Regions from separate parts of the Mus musculus genome. Here regions 2 and 3 are each linked to region 1. The links are chromatin contacts, called in public HiChIP or PLAC-seq and promoter capture Hi-C maps. All regions are on one chromosome and are shown on one strand. The core of a region is the stretch at or near the end of the contact, and the rest is flanking DNA. Distances in the headings are between cores, read along the strand shown. Region 1 holds the start of Tk2 (thymidine kinase 2, mitochondrial). Region 2 holds the start of Cdh5 (cadherin 5). Region 3 has its middle 15 kb from the start of Cmtm4.

What was found. HiChIP or PLAC-seq counts read pairs in DNA pulled down with a chosen protein or histone mark. Capture Hi-C pulls out chosen DNA fragments and counts their contacts.
Region 2: a promoter capture Hi-C map of liver shows a contact between it and region 1. The contact joins the promoter of Cdh5 here to the promoter of Tk2 in region 1. A contact is called at or near these places in 13 of 39 promoter capture datasets (the 3T3-L1 cell line, the C10 cell line, the HPC-7 cell line and 9 more), 2 of 15 datasets of contacts at CTCF or cohesin (large pre-B cells and pro-B cells), 9 of 484 Hi-C or Micro-C datasets (B cells, CD4 T cells, the CH12 cell line and 6 more), 9 of 115 datasets of contacts at active chromatin or transcription factors (the HPC-7 cell line, bone marrow-derived macrophages, cardiomyocytes and 3 more) and 4 of 9 other capture datasets (adipose tissue, liver, macrophages and 1 more).
Region 3: an H3K4me3 HiChIP or PLAC-seq map of embryonic stem cells shows a contact between it and region 1, with 15 read pairs. The contact joins the enhancer-like site here to the promoter of Tk2 in region 1. A contact is called at or near these places in 4 of 39 promoter capture datasets (3T3-L1-derived adipocytes, the C10 cell line, liver and 1 more), 9 of 484 Hi-C or Micro-C datasets (the HL-1 cell line, cortical neurons, double positive thymocytes and 6 more), 8 of 115 datasets of contacts at active chromatin or transcription factors (CD8 T cells, bone marrow-derived macrophages, embryonic stem cells and 2 more) and 3 of 9 other capture datasets (adipose tissue, liver and pancreatic islet).

What each region holds. Positions count from the first base shown.
Region 1 is chr8:104,247,087-104,250,331 of GRCm38.p6, reverse strand. It overlaps Tk2 (thymidine kinase 2, mitochondrial), which reads left to right and starts at 1,774. Exons shown (of 10, transcript NM_021028.3): 1 at 1,774-1,931; 2 at 2,648-2,685. The coding sequence starts at 1,799.
Region 2 is chr8:104,100,154-104,103,236 of GRCm38.p6, reverse strand. It overlaps Cdh5 (cadherin 5), which reads right to left and starts at 1,612. Exons shown (of 12, transcript NM_009868.4): 1 at 1,505-1,612. All of the region lies in intron 1 of Gm29682 (predicted gene, 29682), which reads left to right.
Region 3 is chr8:104,409,545-104,412,599 of GRCm38.p6, reverse strand. No RefSeq gene overlaps it. Among named protein-coding and RNA genes, the nearest start is that of Cmtm4, 15 kb to the right of the region's middle. Within about 2 kb of position 1,764, at least 62 of the 459 cell types and tissues checked have an H3K27ac peak or open chromatin away from gene starts, as enhancers often do. A contact at or near this core is called in the HL-1 cell line, cortical neurons, embryonic stem cells and 1 more, where this site is marked.

The DNA.
Region 1 (3,245 bases), core at 525-3,024:
GTAAATAAATACAATTATGTATCAGTTAAAATAAAAAATATAAATTCTATAAAGCAAGGATCTGTCTGCTTCTCTGCTCGAAGGGTCCCCATGGTCTGGGCCACTCATCAATAGCTATAGAATATATAGCCTGAACTTATGGCCTGGCCCTGTTAGTCTGTCCTTGCTCTCAGAACGTGCAAGCCTGTCTCTAGAGTACTTTTCGCCTCCCACTGCTGTTAGTTGTCCCACAGTTTATAAAGTGCTCCGGTGTAGCCAGGACAAACCATCTTGGAGCATTTCATGATGATAGACACAGGAAGAATATGTCACTTCCATTATGTGAATTAAGTCTCATGATTTCTTTTGGAGAACTGAATAACCACCCGTCCTAGTTTGCTTCTCTGTGATAAAACAAACACTGACCAAAAGCAATTTGGGGGAAGAAAGGGTTATTTGGCTTACAGGAGGGAAGACAAAGTAGGAACTCAAGGCTGGAACCGGAGGCAGAAGAAGCAGAAGCAGAAGAACTAAGAGTGTTTATCAGCTTCAGTAGTTCTCTGGTTTGCTCATTCATAAAGACCCGCAGCTCACCTGCCCAGGGACAGCATTGCCCATAGCAAGGAGGCAAAAAACAAAAACAAAACAAAACAACAACAACAACAAAACCCCTCCTTCATCAATTAGCAACAGGAATATGCTCCACAGACATGCGCACAGGCCAATCTGCCGCAGCCAGTTTCTCAATTGAGGCTCCCTTTCCCGAGGTGTTTCTAGTTTGTGTTGCCTTGGTAAGAATTAACTAGCCCACAACCCCAGTCCATTTAGATCTCTTTGGATCCTGCCCATCTAAGATCTGTTCATTTGGCTGAATCTGATCAACAGTTACCAACAATCTCACCCCAAGACGCTCACACACACACACACACACACACACACACACACACACACAACTGTCGACTTTGAATTTGAAGATTTTATTTGCCTTTACTAGGTGCCTAGCAAATAAACAGGAAGCCCTGTTAGGGTGATGGCTTTTTTGTTACAGATCTAAAAGAGTAAAACAAAACCCAGAAAATGTCTTTCTTCATTTTGCCCAAGACGACTGCCAGCATCTTGCCACCTGGAAGAAGTGGAAATCTTCTTTACACGCATTGTAACTGCCCATATACAGTCAAGGCGGCAACATCTGGGCTTATTGGTCTTGAATGGGTGAATTATAGTACCCAAGCTTATTTTTGCTTACAAGTTGGCCTTACATGCTTTTTTTCTTATCCCTTTTTTGTTCATTCAGGGGAGATATTCGTTATGCTTTCCCGAGGAACATTAAAATCCAAACGTTGAAAATGTCAAAGACTGTAACATTTGGGAACAATGGCTTTCACGGCCCTCTCACCTGTGTCCCTCACACTGTTTTTTGTGATGGTGGGGATTAAACCTAGGAGGGCCCTTTGAAGCCCAAGGACAAGCTTGGAAAATGTTCCCAAGTTTGACAAGGTCTACTTGCAGAGTATTTTCGAAGGAAAATACAGGACATCCTGAGTAGGCGGTGCGAGGTGTGGATGGAGCCGGCAACCAAGGAAGTAATCGGATATACTAAGCAGTCCCCGGCATTATTATGCCATCCATTCTCTAAATCTACTTGGGTCAGGGCCATTCTGCGGTCTGTAAGTGGGGAAATCCTCACTTTGAATCTCTTCGGTGTAGCCTAGAGGGAGAAATACTAGCGGATCCCTTAAGGGGCGGGGCCGGACAAGGGGTGGGGCGGGGCTCCAGGACGCACCGGAAGGAAGTAGGACTTGCACATCAGCCAGGGACTATGCTGCTGCGGTCGCTGCGTAGTTGGGCTGCCCGGTCCCTGCGTAGCGTGGGCCCGGGGAGCTCCGGGAGCCCCGGGAGCCTCGATTCGGGCGCCGGGCCGCTGTGGGCACCTCGCCGCGCCTGGCCTCCGGGTAACTAGTGCTTTTGTGCCACCTCGTAGGGGCCACACTGAACCCCGCCCCCTCACCTGCTAGTCCCCAGGAAGGGTCTGGGGACTGTGGGACCCTAATGAACTGTCAGGATCGGCACTTAGTGGGGCTCAAACGCGGCTTCTCGGCCCATTTTTTTAATTTTTATTTTTTATTGTCAGATTCTTTAGGCTTGGGAGGTGGCTAGTTGGGGCACGAGCTGTATTTAATCAGCTCTTAGTGGATGCAGGTGTCTGCGGACCTAGGGGGCGGGTTCAGGCTTGCGACTTTCTCCTCTTGCTGGCAGTGCGGATCTTTCTCTTCGGAAATGGAAGCCAGGTGACATAGCTTTCATTGGCCTCGGGCTGCTGCTGCCAGGTGGGTTGGCAGTGTTGCCAGTCTTGGCCTAGACAGCCTGGGTCCCAACCCTTGGAATCTCTCAGAGTGTAGGTTATCCCTGGGTGCGCTGTGAAGATCCTAAGCACACAATCCAGGTGAAACGGAAAGTAGAATGTACCGAGCAAAGGAAACTAAGCAAGCACACATGGGCCTGGGCCCAGTACAGCGACACATACGGACCCAACTGTAGAGAGTCCCAAGAATGGCAAACATTTTTTGTAAGCCAGGGAACACGCATACGCAATGACTGTGTGGTCATTTATCAGGTCAGCACAGAGCAGAGTGAATAATTGAAACATCGATTTCCTTTCCTTTTTTAGATAAAGATAGAGAAAATGATAAGGAGAAAAAAGCAGTGGTAAGTTTCTCTTTGCATGCTTTCTCCAGCGTAATTTCGGTTTGGTTTTGTTTTTTTTTTTTTTTTTTTTTTTGAGGCGGAGAACAAAAACAATGGTGCGCACAGTGAAAAACCAAACCCAAGACGATATCCAGGGTCACAAATCTCTCTTCCTTCTTGTGGCCCGGTTCCTCTCCTTAGATTCCATCACCGTTAGCCATTTCTTGTGTGTACGGGCGGGAGTGGGGCCTCGAGCTGCATTCAGGTAGTAAGCACTCATGTTCAGGTGTTTGTGAACTGCCAAAGATGCTGACCGAGCCATCTAAACGGCTTAAATTGCATCTATTTGCTTCACTGCCGATTGCCCCGCCCAGATGTGGGGGGAAGTGTTCTTCTCACTTCCTTCTGCTGTCTAGTGGAGACCAGAGAATCCACGAGGGACCTCAGGGTGGCCTCAGTCAGGAGGTGCTTGACAGGCAGGCTCTGGGGGTTGGGGCTGTGAGGTCAAAGGAAGTGCAAGTTAGACAGGTTTAAATGTTGCAGCAGTATTTTGGTTACCACCAGCCCAAGGGTTCAGTTTC
Region 2 (3,083 bases), core at 363-2,862, 150 kb after region 1:
CGGAGGTGCTTGCAGCAGGGGTAGCTAAGTATATGGCCTCTCTTACTCTGGCCCTTCCTTTCACATGGGTGAGACCCCCTAACAGGAGGTGTGAGACTTGTGCTTTGTGGTTTCAAATCTTTGTGGTATTCACAGCCACCTATGGCTATGGGGTAGTGGGTAAATCCACTCAGGATTCCCTGGCTATCTATCTGCCTCTCATTAGGAGTTAAGCCCAGAGCCAAGAGTGTATATCACAAGTAAGGACTGAAGATGTTTCTACAACTTTATGGTCTAGAAGCCAGAGACCCCATGTAGTCACAGGTTCCAGGAAGAGCCCGTGCTGAGGAGGACTAAATCTAAGTTCCCATCGTCATTCTGACTCAATTTTCACACTAACTCTCCTCTGGATCTCTGTTGTTGTCTCTGAGTACAGAGTTACCCTATCTACCTCCTTGGGACTGGATAGTAAATCCAGGAGCCATTGTTTTGTCGGAATATTCTTTCTGCATGAACCATCTCCACCGCTCACCACAGATTGTGAATAGAATTGCATCCAAAAATGTCCTCTCCTAATGAAGGTTTGGAGACCTTAGGTTACCGTCCCAAGGCCACACCGAAGTGAGTAGGCTGGGATCAGTGCCGAGGGTCACTGTCTCTGAGCTGGGCTTTTGGCTCAGAGGTCCTTGTCTCTAGGGCCTTCCAGAGACTTTGCTGAGCTGTACGGCCACAAGAATTCTTGAGCTCTGGGCTCTGAGTATCTGGTGTTGGGGGAGAAACTACAGGCTACCTTCCTGCCTGCAACTGCCGAAACACAAAGCAGGCTCTGAGAGTCTAGGGGAGATGAGGGAAGAGGGCTCATAAATGGGACTCCAAGTGCCCAGAGCTGAACCTCAGAAGGCCCATCTTGAAAGTGGGAGATATTGACAGAGGGAACGAGTACCCCTTTCAGCTCCCCAAATCCCACCCTAGTCCCTCGAGGTGTTGTAGGTAGAGATAACGGGGCAGGGGAATATAAGTCAGACCTTGGGAAATCTATCTCTTTAGCTCTGGACCAGATTGTCCTTTGGGCAGAAGGCAGAGCTAATCCTGGTAGATAGGGAAGGGAATCACAGAGCCGTTATTTGTCCATCCCACACAAAGCAGATCCTACTCAAATCCAAGGTCCAGACTCCAGTCCTCTGCCCTTGTCCTTGCTGAGTGACAGTGGAAATCCTATCCTCTTTGAGCCTGGTAGTCATAGAAGCTCCAGGTCACTGGAGTTTCCCTGAGTACGACAGTCTACTTACAAGGCTGCTGAGTCTTTCTTGAACATTGGTTCTGAGATAACCGTTTGTGTCCTTGCACACTAAGAGATATGCATTTTTTTTAGCCCTACCCTGGCCCCAGCAGAGAGACTCAGGCTCCGGAGAGGCTGTGTTCCCTTGAGAGTCCTACAGTGGCCATCCCATACGGGCAAGCCAGGACTCTCCCAGTTTTATCTCCATGAGACAGGAGTAGAGAGGGATTTGGGAGTCTCACTTACCTTGTCCGTGAGCAGAAGGCTCTCTCCACTGCAGTCTGTCCAGGGCCGAGCTTTGTGGAGAGCACAGTTGATTGCCTCAGGAGGGGAGAGGGGAGCCACACCCAGGCTGGGAGGGAGGCAGGTTTTCCAACTGGCCCTGGCCCACTTCCCCTCGGGATGGTTTCCTGTTATTGTTCCTTTGTGAGCTGCCTGCAGATAGGCAAGCCCTACGGTGGGCGGCCTCAGCTTGGTCAGCCTGGGCCCGTGGAAGCCTTGGACCTGCCTGGGGTATTCAACTCATACCTCAATTCTAGGTCTCATCGGAGGAGCTGTGAGCCTAGGGGTAGCTGTGGGGGCTCTAAGCTTCTGCCAGAGCATTCAGCCATCCCTGGGAGGCAGGTGTCATATCCCCCACTTTACAGTTCAGAAAGCAGAGGCTTAGTGGGTCTAAGGTACTTGTTTCCTCGCTGGACAGAGTAACCCAGACAGAAACCCAGCTACCTCAGCTTCTCCACAGAGCCGGCTTTCCGTGGCGACTCTGTAGTATGGTGGAACGAAAGGGGGCTGTGGAGTTCTCAGAGTCGGGCAGCTGAGAAACGTGACAGACAATCACTTTCAGCAGCAGATTTTGCCTGTCAGATTCTTCCAGGTAGGGCAGTGTGAGTTTCAGTTCCAAGGTACCAGCCTGGCCCATCTCACTTTACAAATACTGGGTGATGGGCTTCACGTGACCATGGACCAACCAGGGATCCATGCCTCAGTCTCCTCATCTGTATAATGGAGATAGCCATAGGTCTGAGTCAGCAAAAAAGTAAGAAGAGCTAAGAAGACAGCAAAGCAGTAGGTAGACCAGGGTCCCTCAGGACCAAGAGGCTGGGGAGATGAGGTCAAGATTCTCTTCATTCAGCCAGGCGTGGTGGCGCACGCCTTTAATCCCAGCACTCGGGAGGCAGAGGCAGGTGGATTTCTGAGTTCGAGGCCAGCCTGGTCTACAGAGTGTGTTCCAGGATAGCCAGGGCTATACAGAGAAACCCTGTCTCGAAAAACCAAAAAAAAAGAAAAAAAAAAAAAAAGAAAAAGATTCTCTTCATTCATTATGTGATGGGTTAGTAAAAATTTCAGGGTTCTGGCTCAGAGTAAATGACAGACCCCCAGAGTGTACCTTTTGGCAAATTGCCTGGGTTTCTTCATGCATAAAAGTTTGGGAAGTCCCCAACTTGTCCTGCTTTTCAGTGAGGCAAAGAGGGACCATAAGAGAGCAGATCTTTCCGGGCATGGAGAAAATACTGTGGGGGTAGGGTGGGGTGTGGTGGGGGGAAGAAAGGGTTTTCTGTTTGGGGTAGGTAATGTTGGAGATGCCCATTAGACACCCAAGTAGAGACATGGGCTTGGTGAACGAAAGCAAAGTTGGTGTAGCCAATCACTCCCTCCAGGTCCTCTGAGAACTGAACTGGAACGGAGGCCCAGGGAAAGGAGTGTACATTAGGATGGAGTATTAGCGTCCTGAGACCATGTGAAGACAGATGAGGACATCAGAGTAAGGAGAGAGGCCAGGGAACTGTCGCTGGGGCTGTTCTCAGCTCTGAGCGGAATCCATAGC
Region 3 (3,055 bases), core at 515-3,014, 160 kb before region 1:
TGGTCTATAGAGTGAGTTCCAGGACAGCCAGGGCTACACAGAGAAACTCTGTCTTGGAAAAACAAAACAAACAAAAACAAAAAACAAAAAACCAAGTTTCAAATTTGGATTGTGGTGATAGCACCTTCTTTGACTTAAACTTTTTTTTTTCTGCCCTCCTTTCTTTTCTTGTGCAATAGTTAAGACAGTCGAATTTTTGCCACAAGAGCAACTGAACTCACCAGTGCCCACCAGTAGCTCTGACCTAGGCACAGAGGAAAGTGAGGTAAACATTTATCTGCAGGTGGCCGCAGGCCTTGGTCACCCAACACAGTCTCCATTTAGCTGCTCTGCCAGATAGTTCCCACTGCCTTCGGAACCCTCATGGGATTTGGCCAGACTGGGACAGCTGCAGGAAAGGAAAACTAGCCCACAGCTGCAGCCTGGACACCTGGACTGCCTCAGTCACGGACCCAGACTTGAGTGTGAGTCTTGGCCCCAGAAGTTGACAGTTGAGTGGTTTGGGGAAGTCCCTTGGCTTCTGGTGAGTGTCATCCTCCAAAGAAGAGAAAATCTCACCTGCCACTCAGGGAGACCCTAAGTATCCTAGCAATGCACAGTGTCCTGAAATGTGTGTCAAGGACACAGGTCAGAACTTTTGAAAGGGCTTAGAGATGGTGACAAAGAGCCAGGGAGGAAGTCACTGGCCAGGATCACACAGGAGCAGAGCTGGGGACATGAATCTCAATGTCTCTTTGATATGGCCTTCTCCCTAGGTTGCATGCTTTCTATCCCAGGCTGAACAATGTCAAATACCAGGCCTTAAAACTGAAGAAATAAATTGCTAGTTCAGACTGAGCAAAGATAGCTATTTTAGGGAAGATAGGCTCTCAGCGAATCACAAGATCCATCACCTGGGCAACTGCCTGCTTTCATGGGCAAGGCAGCTCTCTGCCATCTGCATGCGTGGGCATCTGGATATGTGGATATATATGTAGTCCTGTGCCTCCTTCCTGCCTCTCTGGGGAGCTATGGTCACCTTCCAAGGACTCATGGACCCGGGCTGCAGATACTTAAGATGCTAGTAATAGAAAGGTGAACATGGAGCCCACTCAGTCCAGACTGAGACCAAGGTCTCTGAGGCTACAAGTAAACTCCATAACTCCCACACTCGAAAGCTAGAATCTTTACAGGTCCCTTCTCCCCCCTCACCCCCCACAACAATTTGGTCCTAAGGCCTTTCGTCGGGTGGTGCATGGGAGATGGCTACCTGTGGGTATGATGGGAAACTGTGGAGCCCTGGAGCAGGTGTTTGAGACTTCAGTAGGTGAAAAGCCATTTCCTGTGTTTGGGAGTGGAAGGCCTGGCATAGAGTGTTAGCCACTGCCATAGGAAAAAGAAGCACCCTCCTGCAAGACTTCAGAGCTGAAACAAGCTGAGAAGGACAAAGCCACGGAGTTGACCTGATTCAGGATGCGATGATGAATACTGCCAATTTGATGGGATCTAGAATCGCTAAGGAGACAAGCCTCTGATGTGCCTGTAAGGGATTATCTTTATTAGGTTAATTGAGATGGGAACGGCCCATCCTGAATGTGTGCAGTACTGTTCCCTGGGCTGGAGAACTGGTTTGCATAAAAAAGAAAGCTACAGGATCTACTGGCATATGCTTTTAACCCTCAGGAGGCAGAGGCAAGGAAATCACAGGAATTTGAGGTCTGCCTGCTCTGCAGTATGACTAACCAGGCTAACCAGGACTGCATAGTGAGAGATCTAGTCATAAAGGAAAAAAGGGAGGTGGGGATGGGAGTGTGGGTGGCGAGATGGCTCAGCAGGGTACTGGCTGCATGGCTGCATCTCCAAAGGACCAAGTTCGGTTGGCAGAACCCATGTGGCAGCTCACAACCATCTGTAACTCTAGTTCCAGGGCGATCCAACACCCTCTTCTGGCTTCTGTGGGCACAATGCATGCATGTGCTATGCTTACATACATGAGGCCAAAACACCCGCACACACAATAAAATAGTAGAAGAATTTTTTTTTTTATTAAAAAAAAAGGGCTGGTGAGATGGCTCAGTGGGTTAGAGCACCCGACTGCTCTTCCGAAGGTCCAGAGTTCAAATCCCAGCAACCACATGGTGGCTTACAACCATCCGTAACGAGATCTGACTCCCTCTTCTGGAGTGTCTGAAGACAGCTACAATGTACTTACATATAATAGATAGATAGATAGATAGATAGATAGATAGATAGATAGATAGATAGATAGATTAATTAATTAATTTTTTAAAAAAGGAAGGCTGGGGCAGTGGTGGCACACACCTTTAATCCCAGCAGTTGGGAGGCAGAGGCAGGCAGATTTCTGAGTTCAAGGCCAGCCTGAACTGGAGTTCCAGGACACCCAGGGCTACACGGAGAAACCCTGTCTTGAAAAACCAAAACAAAAAAGAAGAAGAAGGAGGAGGAGGAGGAGGAGAAGGAAAGAGAAGGAGAAGAAAGCTGATCGCTTGCAGCCATTTTTCTCTGCTACCTTGATCAGTGGCCTCCAGTTCATTGCTAGGGATAACTTGCCGTGATGGACTATCAACCCTTACACTGTAAGTTGAAATAAACTTAGGTTGCTTTTGTCAGGGTGTGCACATGTATGTAGTACAGCCAGATATGGGTGTGTGATCCAGAGAGGGGAGAGCCAGCCATGTGACGGACATCCATATAATGATGAGGGTGTGGCAGTGAGGATGGGAAAGTGTGCTCTATAGAGACAGTGGGCCAGCAAACTCACGCAGGATGATCAGGCATCTCTCTCAGGGCCAGAGGAGGGAGAGGGTGGGATGGGTAATCAAAAGAGGGCAAACTGCAGTGAACCCTGTGGTGGTGGACTGGAATGAAGCCAGCCAGTGTGAACTCAGGCAGGAAGGCAATTAGGCATAAACGTGTGGAGCTACCTTAGCATCCTACACTGAAAGGGCCATGAAGGAGCAGCAAAGGCCATATGTACCAAGCAAGGCAGCTGCCTTACTATACACAAGGTCTTGGGTTCAGTTCCCAACACAGGAGGAAAGGGCCAGAGGAAGGA